3 separate regions of the Sus scrofa genome follow, and all the other regions are linked to region 3. The links are chromatin contacts, called in public Hi-C maps. All regions are on one chromosome and are shown on one strand. The core of a region is the stretch at or near the end of the contact, and the rest is flanking DNA. Distances in the headings are between cores, read along the strand shown.

Region 1 (4,204 bases), core at 704-3,203, 500 kb after region 3:
CCGGGATTGGCTCTTTAGAGTTGGCACAGGGAGACTGAGAGTCTCCATGCCCATTGGCCAGCAAGGCTGAGGGGCCTGGGTTTTGATTGGTTGTTCTGACTTGAAATGGGGAGAGGTGCAAATGGCTATAGGGCTGAGGAGCAGTGTATAGATTGTGATCTGCCTGCTGCATTCCAGGATTACGATGGAAGTTTGGTCTAGGAAAAAGATCTGATTGCTCCGCCTTTGAAAACGAGGGCAAAGGTGAGAGGACACAATGCAATGCTGATTCAACAGAAGATTGGGGGGAGGATAAACACTCGATTTCCGATGGGATTGATAAGCGGATAGGGAAATTGAAGACGAGACTCGCCGCAGATTGGCTTCCGCCCTAAAACGCCCACCAACCTTGGCCCTCCCCGCCTCTCCCACTCCTGACTGGGTCTCAACCAATAGAGAAAATGGCACCACACATGAGGGCGGGGTCGGAGGCACACAGAGAATTCCTACTGGTTGGGAGCAGCACTGGCCGCCTTGCGAGCCTCTCCATTGGCCAACTCCATAAGGCGAGGAAACCGTGAAGGGATGGGTAAGAATCACGGCTCTCTCGGACCCTGCGAGCTAGCCTAGAGAGACCTGGGAGGCTGTGGGAGAAGCCGCCGCAACCGCGCTGCTGGGTGAGTCCTCTCCGCCAGGACTGCCACTCCATCCCCTAGCTCTTAATTGCCAAATGACCGACCCTCGGCGCGCCTGCGCGAGACCCTTTCTCTCCGCCACCCGCCTGCCAACCCACGCCGTGCCTCCCCGCCCTCCCACGCGCTTGCGCAGGATCCCCGGCTACCGCGCTGTTGTCCGGACGACAGAAGATCCACCTTCTCATTGGGCAGCTGGAGTAGAGGATTCTGGTTTTGATTGGTGGTCTCTGTCTTTGACCCTCCTTTTCCTTTTTAGCGCCCCAAGCTGGGATCCTGTCCTCCACGTTCCTCTTTCTTGCAGGTTGGCTGCGGGTTGCACTCTTTCAGGAGGGATCGGGCAATCCCACACACTGAACCTGAGGGTAGTATTTCTGATTAGTTTTCTCTCTTCTGTCCTGCAGTTGTCAGAACTATGGGGAGGGTAATAGCTGTCCATTGAATGATGCAAGACAGAGACCCCTGCAGTGGGACCTAACCTGGTCGTTGTGTCTCCCCCAGCAGACTGTGACCCTTGAGGGCTGGAACCAGGCCTGGCTCCTTTGTCTCCCCCAGCCGTCTGTGACCTCTAAAAGCGTGGACCAAGCCTGGTTCCTGTGTCTCTCCCCACCAGAGCGTGACCAATGAGGGCTAGGATCTAGTCTGATTCTTGTGTCTGCTCACCAGACTGTGACCAATGAGGGCAGACTAGACCTGGTTCCTGTCTTCCCCTGCAGACTGTAACCAGTGAGGGCTGGGACCTGTTCTGGTTCCTGTGTCCACCACATATGGCTTCCGGAGGGCTGGAACAAACTTTCAGACTTTGCGTGGTCTTCCAGTCATGTTTTTAAAACAGCGTATAATTAATTGAGTCCATTTACATTTCTTATCATAACAGATTGATTTTGTGTGTGTGCGTGTGCTTGTGTGCGTGTGTGTGTCTTTTTAGGGCAGCACTGGCCTCATATGGAATTTCCCAGGCTAGGGGTTGAATTGGAGCTGTAGCTGTCAGCCTGTGCCACAGCCACAGCAATGCGGAGTCTGAGCTGCATCTGCAATCTACACCACAGTTCACAGCAACGTTGGATCCTTAACCCACCGAGCCGGGCCAGGGATCAAACCCACGTCCTCATGGATACTAGACGGGTTCATTACCGCTGAGCCAGAGGGGGAACTCCTAGATTTGATTTTATGATCTCATTCTGTGCTTTCCCTTTGTTTTTTTTTTCCCAGGTTTTTCCTCTTTCTTTGTTCTCCTTTCTACATATCCATACACAGCCCACAGCTGTCAGCCGACAAAGACATGACCACCAACGCCAGCCCCATGCATCCATACTGGCCTCGGCACCTGAGGCTGGACAACTTTGTGCCTAATGACTGCCCCACTTGGCATATCCTGGCTGGCCTCTTCTCCGCCTCTGGAGTCTTAGTCGTCACTACCTGGCTGTTGTCAGGTCGTGCTGCGGTCGTCCCACTGAGCACTTGGCGGAGACTGTCCTTGTGCTGGTTTGCAGTCTGTGGGTTCGTTCACTTGGTGATTGAGGGCTGGTTCTGTCTCTACCACGAGGAGCTTCTTGGAGACCAAGCCTTCTTATCTCAACTCTGTGAGTCCTAAGTTCTTCAGCGTGCTGTGGGAGGGAATTTCCTGGGCAGAGATTGGCTTAGATGGTCACCCACCCACTGACACTTTTCCCATTAATTAAATTTTTTTTTTGGTCTTTTTGCCTTTTCTAGGGCTGCTCTCATGGCACATGGAGGTTCCCAGGCTAGGGGTCGAATCGGAGCTGTAGCTGCCGGCCTACACCAGAGCCACAGCATCGTGGGATCTGAGCCTTGTCTGCGACCTACACCACAGCTCACGGCAACGCCGCGTCCTTAACCCACTGAGCTAGGCCAGGGATTGAACCTGCAACCTCATGGTTCCTAGTCGGATTTGTTAACCACTGCGCCACGACGGGAACTCCCCATTAATATATTTTTAAAATGTATTTAACTTTTTTGTCGCATATATATTCACATGGATCCAAAGCGATTTGGACCCATTTAAAGAAATATGCAGTGAAAATCTATCTACCTTCTATCTACCAAGTTGCCCCCAGTAATTGCTTATATTTCACACACATAAACCTCAGTTTGCTCAACTGTAAAAGAGGGAGAATTGTGGAGTTCCCGTCGTGGCGCAGTGGCTAACAAATCCGACTAGGAACCATGAGGTTTCGGGTTCGATCCCTGCCCTTGCTCAGTGGGTTAGCGATCCAGCGTTGCCGTGAGCTGTGGTGTAGGTTGCAGATGCAGCTCGGATCCTGCGTTGCTGTGGCTCTGGCGTAGGCCGGCGGCTACAGCTCCGATTCGACCCCTAGCCTGGGAACCTCCATATGCCGTGGGAGCAGCCCAAGAAATAGCAAAAAAAAAAAGAGGGAGAATTGTAATATCCAAATACACGTAAGACACTTAGAACAGGGTTTGGCAGGTAGTAGATACCTTATAACTATATCTTTACTTTTTTTTTTTTTTTTAGGGCCACTCTTGTGGCATATGGAGGTTCCCAGTCTAGGGTTCAAATCAGAGGTACAGCTGCCAGCCTACATCACAGCCACAGCAACACAGAATCCAAGCCACGTCTTCGACCTACACCACAGCTCACGACAACACCAGATCCTTAACCCACTGAGCGAAGCCAAGGATCAAACCCGTAACCTCAGGGTTCCTAGTCAGATTCATTTCTGCTGTACCATGACGGGAACTCCTTGTCTTCATCATTTTTATTTTTCTCCTTTTTGTAAATGATAACATGCTATATACACATCTTTTTCTTTTTCCCCTTTTTGTAGGGCCGTACTCAAGGCACATGGAAGTTGCCAGGCTAGGGGTCAAAACAGAGCTGCAACCGCCAGCCCTACGCCATAGCCACAGCAGCACTGTGCGCATTTGCAACCTATACCGCAGCTTGTGGCACTGTTGGATCCTTAACCCACTGAGCGAGGCCAGGGATGGAACTTGCATCCTCATGGTTACTATGTCGGGTTCGTGCCCCACTGAGCCACAATGGAAACTTCACTAGATACACTTTTGAACTTTGCTTTTTTAAAATGCCACTCAAATTCATAAAGAGCTTTGAAAGCATAACTATGACAGAATTAATTTGACTTTTTCAGGATTGATAGGCATCTCCCCCCATCTTTGGCTGTTACAAACACTACTCCTTTTTGACTTCATGAATGAATCTGCTAGAACATTCTACAAGTCTCTCTGTGGACATCTTCTTTCATTTCTCTTGGGTAAATATGGAGGCATGGAATGGCTGGGTCACATGGTGAATGTGCTTGACTTTATGAAAAACTGCCAAACTGTCTTCAAGAACGGCCGAATAAAAAAAAAAAAAAAAAAAAAGGGAGTTCTCTTCTTTGACGGCTCAGCAGTTAACAAACCCGACTAGGATGCATGAGGATGCGGGTTCCATCCCTGGCCTCACTCAGTGGGTTAAGGATCCAGCATTGCCTTGAGCTGGGGTATAGGTCACAGACATGGCTTGGATCTGGCATGGCTGTGGCTGT
Region 2 (4,151 bases), core at 939-3,438, 360 kb before region 3:
CTCTGTATGCCTAAGGGTGGCCAAAAAGAAAAAAATATATAACACATCAGAAAACGATCTCTTGATTTTGCCCCCCTCTTGCTCCTAGTGGAGTATTTCCCATGTTAGTTAATGACAACTCCATCCTGCTGCAGCTCAGGTTAAAAAACTGCAGGTCAGCCAGGACTCCTATTTTTTGTGCCCCATAACTGATGTCACAGCCAATCCTGGTGTCTTGACTTTCAACAACCAGTTCAGGAGTTCCCATCGTGGCGCAGTGGAAACAAATCCGACTAGGAACCATGAGGTTTCGGGTTTGATCCCTGGCTTCGATCAGTGGGTCAAGGATCCAGCATCGCTGTGAGCTGTGGTATAGGTCGCAGACGCGGCTTGGATCCTGCATTGCTGTGGCTGTGGTGTAGGCTGGCAGCTGTAGCTCCGATTAGACCCCTAACCTGGGAACCTCCACAGGCCATGGGTGTGGCCCTAAGAAGCAAAAAAAAAAAAAAAAGACAAAAACCAATTCAAAATCAAACCTCAGCCCCCCACCAACACCACTTCCTCTTTTATCACCTTGGTCTGACCCTCTCTCATCACTTCCTGGACCCTGTCCACTGGCTTTTCTGCTTCCACTTTCCCCCCTACAGTTTGTTCTCTCTCCACACAGAGCAGCCAGATTATTTATTCTAAAATATAATGCATATAATGTGATTCCCCTACTTAAAATCTTTGTATGGTGCCCCATAGTTCTTAGAATTGAAAACCAAACATCTGGAGTTCCCTTCGTGGCTCGGTGGTTAACGAACCCCACTAGCATCCATGAGGACTCGAGTTCGATCCCTGGCCTCCATCAGTGGGTTAAGGATCCGGCGCTGCCGTGAGCTGTGGGGTAGATCGCAGACACGGCTTGGATCCCTCGTTGCTGTGGCTGTGGCTGTGATGTAGGCCGGCCACTGTGGCTCTGATTAGACCCCTAGCCTGGGAACTTCCATATGCCGTGGGTGCGGCCCTAAAAAGCAAAAAAAAAAAAAAAAAAAAACGAAAAGTTCTGATGAAAGACTGTTCTTGACTGTTGCAAGGGCAGTGATATCCTTGCTATGTTCTTTGCTTTGCTCCTGGTGGCATGCCCCTAGTAGCCACTCAATAAACCTTTTTCAAATGAACAAATGTGGAGGATTTGAGGACAGGATACGTGATACAGAATTTGGGATAAGGTGATAAAGGCATTTTGTGTTAAACATCTTTGCTCAAACATCTTCCCAAGGAGGCCTTCCTTGACCCCGCTATTTAAAAATGTTACCTGTCCCCACTTTGTTCTATTTTTTCCAGTAACATTTAGCAGTTATCACATATATATTGTATTTATATATGTATTTAATTGTATATTCACATGTGAACATAGACTATACACAATGTATTTAATATGACATTTATTGATTTATTTTGTGTCTTTTGGGGGCCACACCCACGGTATATGGAAGTTCCCAGGCTAGCGGTCGAATGAGAGCTGTAAGCCACCAGCGTAGCCACAGCCACAGCCACACGGGATCCGAGCCGTCGCCAAGGCCGGATCCTTAGCCCACTAAGTGAGGCCAAGGGTGGAACCGGTATCCTCATGGATACTAGCCTGGTTGAGTACTGCTGAGCCACAACCGGAACTCCTATAAGACATTTACAGATGTAAATTATTTACCTATTGACACTATCATGTTATGTAAACTATGTAAACTTTATATGTCCACTTTATTTTATATAATTTACATTATAGTCACATGTTTTTAATATAATTGTAATTTATTTATTACATTTACGGTTTGTATCTCTCGCTAGTGTGTCAGCTCCGTGAGGGCAAGGAAGAATCCCTAGCACCTGGCCCACAGCTTGAGCTTCATAAATGTCAAATGAAAGAACTCCTTGGGCTACCCGAGCCTCAGTTTTCCCATCTGTAGAATGGGTGTGCCTTTCCCTGTGTTCTGATCCCCTTTCCTATGTCCTCTGCAGAGCACAGGTCCGGCAATTCCACAGCCCTAGTTTACATTTTCCCAGGGGCGCGGATGCTCACCACGTGCACCGGCCACCGGCCCGACCCGGACTACCATCCCCAGCATGCCTAGCGCGTTCGGAAAGTACCACAACCCTCAGGGGTGTCTGGGTCTGACATGGGCGCCGACGGCGCAGAAGCAGGGGCAGCCTCCCCTCTGGCTAAGTATCTGTGGTACGTTCCAAACCGGGGGCCCTCCAAGGCCCCGCGCTTCCGAGCTCCGCGCAAACTCTGGCTCTTCTTGAACGGCGGAGGTGGTTTGCTCTTCCGTTGCCCCGTGGCTTCGGCTCCTCTCCAGCAGGAAGGCGAGGCTTCCGCCCGGCGCAGGGGGTGAGCTGGAGCACGGTACCCCCAGCCTCCTGGACAGCAGTAGTTAAGGGAGGGGGCTCAATTTCGGGGATCCCCGAATGGGCATATTTGGGGGCTCTGGGCCCGGGGTGGCATTTAGAGGTGGCTTTTTTGAGGGAACCTTTAGCAAGGGGCGTTTAGGGACTCCAGGGTGGGATTGGGGAGTTTGTTTTAAGGAGCTTCCCTTGGAAGCCGGGTTTATATATCCCTCGGAGGCAGGCTTTATATATCCCTTGGAGACAGGGTTTGGGGGATGTTTGGGGAGACCTTTAGGGTCCGTGTATGAGTGCTCTGTCTACGGGGCAGGATTTGGTGTGCTTCGCAAGGGTGGAGGCAAAGTTTGAGGTTCCTGAACTCAAGGCGGAATTTGGGGAGGGCTCGTTTCAGGAAAGGTCCTGATGACAGGGGGAACGTTCGGGACCGACGTGGCATGTGGAGTTATCCGTGGCCTTTGTGACCTCTAGTTCTATTATGATGTCTCACCGCGTTTGGGTATTAGGGGCGGGGAGACTGGGCAAGTTGGGGCCCTCGCTTTTTTTTTAGGAAGAGGAGCCCCTCGCTCAGGCTGTGGAAGAGACGCCGGTAGGCTCTCCCCGAGGGGTCAGGGTGCCACCGGGCCTTGGTGGGCCGTGGCTTTTTTCCTCATTCATGAGGAGGTGGGCTGTCGAGGAAGCCCGTTTTTGCCCCTTTCACACCTGGTCCGATGGAAGTATCAGCTTGTGAATTTTTCACGAAGGGGAGGATCGGTGTGCTGTAGGGGCGTTCTGCAGCCTGCCCGGCAAGTTAGATCTCATTGATTAAGCGTAAAGGTGAGTAGGGCCCGGAGTTTTCTGTGGCTTTTCCAGGGGCGTAGCTTTTACGGCTTCATCTGCATGATCCGCTGTTAGCTTTCCCTTAGAGGTTTCAGGACTGAAGTTTTGCATCTTGCGTCCGGGACGAGGCCTCCCGCATTGTTCATTCCTTATTGCCCAGTAACCCCAGAATTATCAACAAAGGCTGTAGATGCCAATCTCATTGATCCACGCCAGCTGGTGTGATCTTTGGCAAGTTGTTCTGTGAGCCTGAAAAAAATGAGTCTGAGCATAATGATGATCAGATTAGTTTACACTCATTCGGCATTTTATTAGCCCATTTAATCCCCACAACAATCCCAGGAGGTAGGTTATTATCATCCCGTTTTATAGATGAGGAAACTGGGACACCAGGAGGCCAAGTAGTTTGCCTGCGGTTACTCCCCGTCTGTGAGTGGCTGGGCCAGGATTCTAAATCCAGTTAGTCTAGTTCCAGAGTTTGTAGTCTTAATCAAATGTCCGAATGTCTCTCTCCCACCCATCCAATTTAATGGTGCTACTACTGTGGATGGTCATATAGCACCCTGTGCCAGACACTGTTCTGAGCCCTTTCTACATATGTATTCATTTAAACTCCGTCGCAAGGTAGGTGACTGCTGCTCTCATTTTATGAGCAGGGAAACAGTGGCCCAGAGAAATGAGGTGTCTGGCCCTAAGTCCCACAGCTAGGCATCAGTGGGTGGAAATGATTTTTGTGAGGGTTTAAGAACTCTCTAAGGAGGTCGCTTTTGAACTGAGACCTGAAGGACAAGAAGGAACTGATTTCCTGCTCTGCATTCCTGAGTCCAGTGGCACAGTGCATGGAAGGGACGCATCACAGGAACCCTCACATAGAAGGCCATCAGTTAATGTGATCTATTATTACTATTGGATGGAAATGTATAGCGCGCTTATTGTGTGCTGGGGCTTTGGTATACAGTTGTATCTCTGGT
Region 3 (4,488 bases), core at 139-2,638:
TACTGCTAATGTATTCATTTCCTGGAGTGAGGCGGGATGTTTTAATGGTTAACAGTGTGTAAGAGGGGGGTGTGTTCTAGAGTAAAAAAAGACCTCGGTTCAACAAGCACACAGGCTGATCCACTACTAAGAAGGAGGGAGAGTGGCAGGGAAGGCCACAGACTGACCCACCCCAAGGGCCAACCCTCCTGGAGGGACTGCATAGCACTGGACTCACACGAGGGTGTACCCAACGGGTGTAAAGGCAAGCACATGGGTGGCAGGAAGTCCAATAAACAGATCCACTGCAAAGGGGTGGGTGGGTGGGTGTGTGTGTGTGTGTATGTGTGTGTGTAAAGGCTCATCTTATTTACTAGGGGCAAGGAGAGCAGAGAAACACACTGATTCCTGCACGATAATGGAAGAGAGAAAAACCATCACACAGACTGATTATAAGGAGAAGGGGACAAGGCCAGGGACTGGGCTACTGAAATGGGGAGATATAAAGGTCTAAACTAACCCACTATTCAAAGCAAGGGAGAAGCCCAGGCACTGGAGTGACAGTCTACAAAAAAGGGAGGATAGGGTGATGGGCTGATATGCAGGGGGACATGAATACAAGCATGTAGACTGATCCACTGTAAAAATGGTGTGTGTGTGTGTGTGTGTGTGTGTGTGTGTTAAAGCCATGGATTGATGCACTGGGGGACTGGAGGCAGGAATACAAATTCACAGGTTAACTCCCTGTTAAGGGGGGGGGTACAACGCCACGGAGTGACTCACAAGGAAGAGTAGGGATGGGAAAAACAAGGCCACAGACGGGGGCCGCTGAAACTTGAGGACCTGAGAAATACAAACACTCAGACGGACCTACTGTCAAAGAGTTAGACGCTGCCAGAGAACGGCACCCTCCAAGCCGGGGTTGGGGGGCAAGACCACGGACGAGTCTACTGTAAGGGGGGGTGGGGAGAAATACAAGCACTAAGACCGATCCATTTTAAAACAGGAAGGGGGGATTAGGCCACGGTCAGATCCACTACAAGGGGCGAAGGGACGGGACGATGCCACAGGCAGGTCCACCAGCCGTGGCGGTGGCAGTGAGGAGCCGAACACCAGAAGGCCATGGGCCAAGCCACATCCCCCGGCGCGGGGGCGGGAAGGATACGTGGGGTCAGGGACCGGGCCCTCAACCCTCCAGGCCCCGGGCTCACCTGTGCGTAGCGCTGCGGTGGTGTTGGCAGCTCCGGGGGGCGGGGGCTCCATGCGCGGCCCCACCGCCCCCCAGGCCCGGGATCCGAGGCGGCGGTGGCGGCGGCGGTGGCGGCGGCGGCGGCGGCGGCAGCGGCGGCGGCGGCAGCACCTAGAAGCCGCCCCTGCGTTTCCCCACCGCTCACGTGGGCCCGTAAAGGAGGAGCTGAGCTTTCAGCCGCTCGCTGATTGGTCAAAGCGCCACGGATCGACCGCGCGGCTTCCAGGGTTGGGGAGGCGGACCCTGCCCCATAGGGCCTTGCTGGGATTGGCCCTAGGGGAACTGACGGAACGCAGCCGGCCTCCTGGGTTCCGAGGGGGCGTGCTCGGCCCCGCCGACGCTCACCGCTGATTGGCTCAGGAGAGACTGCTAGGCCGTGGGCGATTGACAAGGTTCCGGGGGTGCCTGCCTCGCAGTGATTGGCCTATATGAGATTGATGGAAGACGGCCAGCCTCCGAGGATAGAAGTGGTTAGGCTCTGCTTCCTGCTGATTGGCGGGCGATGGACGCCTAGACAGCTGCCAAAACACCAATGGGCGGTGCCGAACTCCACGCAGCCCAGCGGAAGCAGGACTTGTATAGAAGTACACAGGCTAGCAGCCCCGCTGGGAGGAGGTCTGACCAGGGATCTGCGGAGGCGGGCAGGCTAACTCTGTGGCGATTGGCTAGAAAAGACGAATTTAGAACGAAGCAGAGGAAGGAGGGCAGGACAGCTGCCAGACGTGCGAAGGAGTGTTGAGTGGTGGAAACGAAATGCCTACAAGGGCAGGGTCGAGCTGCAGCCAGTAATAAAGGGGTGGAACCTGGCTCTGTATCGATTGGCGGAAGCTGGATTCAGCCTAGAATGAGGACCGGACCAGGGAGGGCGGGCGAGATCGGCCCTGCGCCCATTGCTGGAGCTGTAACTATTTAGAAGCTGGGACAAGGCCAAGGTTGGGCCTAGACGGGCGTGGGTGTAATTTAAGTTACCTGAGGAACGATTGGAGTGTGGGAGAAGGGTAAACTTTAGGGCCAGGAGTGAAAGGTTGATTGCCTTAGGGAACAAACCGCCACCCTGAATCGGCCCGTTCTCTATGGTTAATTCAAGCAGTAGTGCACAGGAAAGGAAATAGAAAGAAGGGTCAGGTGGGGGCCCAGGTTGCCAAGGCGATGGTAGAGAGGGCAGAGCGGAAAGTCAGGTGGCACATTCTGCCAGGAAACAGGCTGGAGGCGGCACTTCAGTGGTGCTTTAAAGATTCTACACAGACTGGATCTCTGCGCCTCCCAGTAACATTGTGCTTTAGAAACGGCACTTTAGCCAACAGCAGAAGTTAATGGGGGAAAGAAGGGCCACGTGACTCAAAGACATTCAGGCTCTTTAATGTCAAGGGAGGTAGGAAGAAGTCAGTGGCGAGGCTCGGGGAAATTCTGCAGACCTTGTAGTTCTCTAAGCCCCTGAAAAAGAGAACAGAAGAGATTGAACGGAGACTGGGTCCAGGCCCCACCTCAGGCTTGCTTGGAACTCCCTTCCCTCAGAGCCAGCCTGGTTCCTGTCTGACTCATTTGGAGGGAAAGATGGCCCTTCCCATCTCTGGCTCTCTCCCTTCCTCAGGACACCACCCTAAATATTTGGAGATAGAGTCTGGGAGTGGGGTGAGCTGCTCTCACCTCTAGCAACATGTGGATATGGGCCTTGATATTCATGGAGTCCTTGGTGAGGCTGTCGCTGAGCCTGGAGAAAAGAAACGAGAAAGGGCGAGGTGGGCCCCACTTAGGATCCGTGAGGATGATGTGCCCTCACCGCTTCAAGAACCGCCTAAGTCCTGGATGACTTCCACACGGCAGGTGGTGGGACCCCTACTACCTGGCCTGCTCCTAGGCAGACATGCCTGGCCGCCATCTGCACTACACTGATTCCAAGACCTTTACTGAATGCCTACTCTATGCCAGGTTGTTTTAGGTACTGGGGAGATAGCAGCAGACATAGCAAACGAAAATCTCGGCCTCTTGGAGCTCAGATTCTCATTAAGGGGGACAGATGATGGAGTAAAATATGGAGTATGTCAGATGGTTAAAATTATAATGAAAAAAAAATTAAATGAGAGAGGATATGGGAGTACAGGAGTGGGGGCTGGAATTCGAATTAGGGTGCTTAGGGATGGCCTCACTGAGAAGCGTTTGAGTAGAGACTTAAAACAAAGAAGCGAGTCATGTGGACATATGGAGGATGTGTGTTCCAGGCACAAGGGGTGGAGAGTGCAAAGGCTCTGAGGTGGGCGCGTACCTGGCATGTCTGAGGCCCAGCGAAGAGGCCAGTGTGGCTGGAGAAGAAAAAGTGAAGTGGGGAGGTAGAGGAGGCGAGGTCACGGAGGTAAGTGGGGGAGATAGTTCGTGTAAAATCTACCAGGCCATGGTGAGGACTCTGGCTTTGACTCTAAGTGGGATGGGAGCAAGGGGAGTATTGTGATCAGAGAAGGGAGGTCAAATGACTAGGGTTTCAGAGGATCCATCTGGCTGCTGTGTGGAGAACCGACTGGGGATAAGGACAGCTGGTGTGGAAGAGGAAGGCCACTGCAGAGGCTGTCGGAATCGTCCAGGTGAGAGATGCAGACTCGGACCGCAGTGGCAGCGGTTGAGGGGATGAGAAATGATTGGAGCTGGGATACTTCTTTGAAGGTAGAGTCAATAGGATTTACCAAAGGAGGATGTTGGATGCAAGAGAGAGAGGACTCAAGGAAGACACCAAGGCTTAAAGCAACTGGAAAGCGGGACCACTCTGGCTCTGGGCTGTTGAGCTACGCCAACCAGCCCATTCCTACCTCCTGACATCTAAGCCAACTGCGACCAGGCTCACCCAAAAGAAGCCTAAGTGATGCAAAGGATAAAAGAAGGCCTTTCTGAAGAATGAGTAAGAGTTAAACAGGACAGTCTTTCACAAGAAGTCCGAGAGGCCGGAAAGAGCTTCTAGAGGAGCAATCAGGAGGCCAGTGTTAGAAAGTAAGTGAATGGTGGAAGGAAAGTGGCACAAGATCCAAGAGGTAGGCAAGGGCTAGATCATGCACGGTCTTGATATCCTGATAAGGAAGGTGGATTCTATTGTGCCGAGTTATCCTGTCAACGTAAGAGTCAGTTTTGGGGAAACTAAATACTGTTAAGAAAAGTAGAAGGCAACGACATAGGATGTTAAATTGGAAAAAAAAAAAAGAGTGTAAACTCATTTATGTATCACTATCTCCCCCCAGTTTTTCTATTTTGGCTCCCCCGCAGCATATGGAGTTCTG

The links. Hi-C and Micro-C count contacts between places; a contact is called where the count stands out from the background.
Region 1: a Hi-C map of liver shows a contact between it and region 3, with 4 times the contacts expected there. The contact joins the promoter of EBP here to the promoter of ELK1 in region 3. A contact is called at or near these places in 1 of 5 promoter capture datasets (liver) and 3 of 47 Hi-C or Micro-C datasets (heart right ventricle, liver and skeletal muscle).
Region 2: a Hi-C map of liver shows a contact between it and region 3, with 2.9 times the contacts expected there. The contact joins the promoter of UBA1 here to the promoter of ELK1 in region 3. A contact is called at or near these places in 3 of 47 Hi-C or Micro-C datasets (embryonic fibroblasts, heart right ventricle and liver).

Annotation. Positions count from the first base shown.
Region 1 is chrX:42,670,106-42,674,309 of Sscrofa11.1, forward strand. It overlaps EBP (emopamil binding protein (sterol isomerase)), which reads left to right and starts at 1,954. Exons shown (of 4, transcript NM_001167646.1): 1 at 1,954-2,254. The coding sequence starts at 1,954.
Region 2 is chrX:41,808,538-41,812,688 of Sscrofa11.1, forward strand. It overlaps UBA1 (ubiquitin-like modifier-activating enzyme 1), which reads left to right and starts at 2,189. Exons shown (of 26, transcript XM_021080354.1): 1 at 2,189-2,350.
Region 3 is chrX:42,173,576-42,178,063 of Sscrofa11.1, forward strand. ELK1 (ETS domain-containing protein Elk-1) reads right to left here and starts at 1,389. Exons shown (of 6, transcript XM_013990888.2): 1 at 1,191-1,389. It overlaps UXT (protein UXT), which reads right to left. Exons shown (of 7, transcript XM_003135055.5): 6 at 2,876-2,939; 7 at 2,567-2,662. The coding sequence ends at 2,612.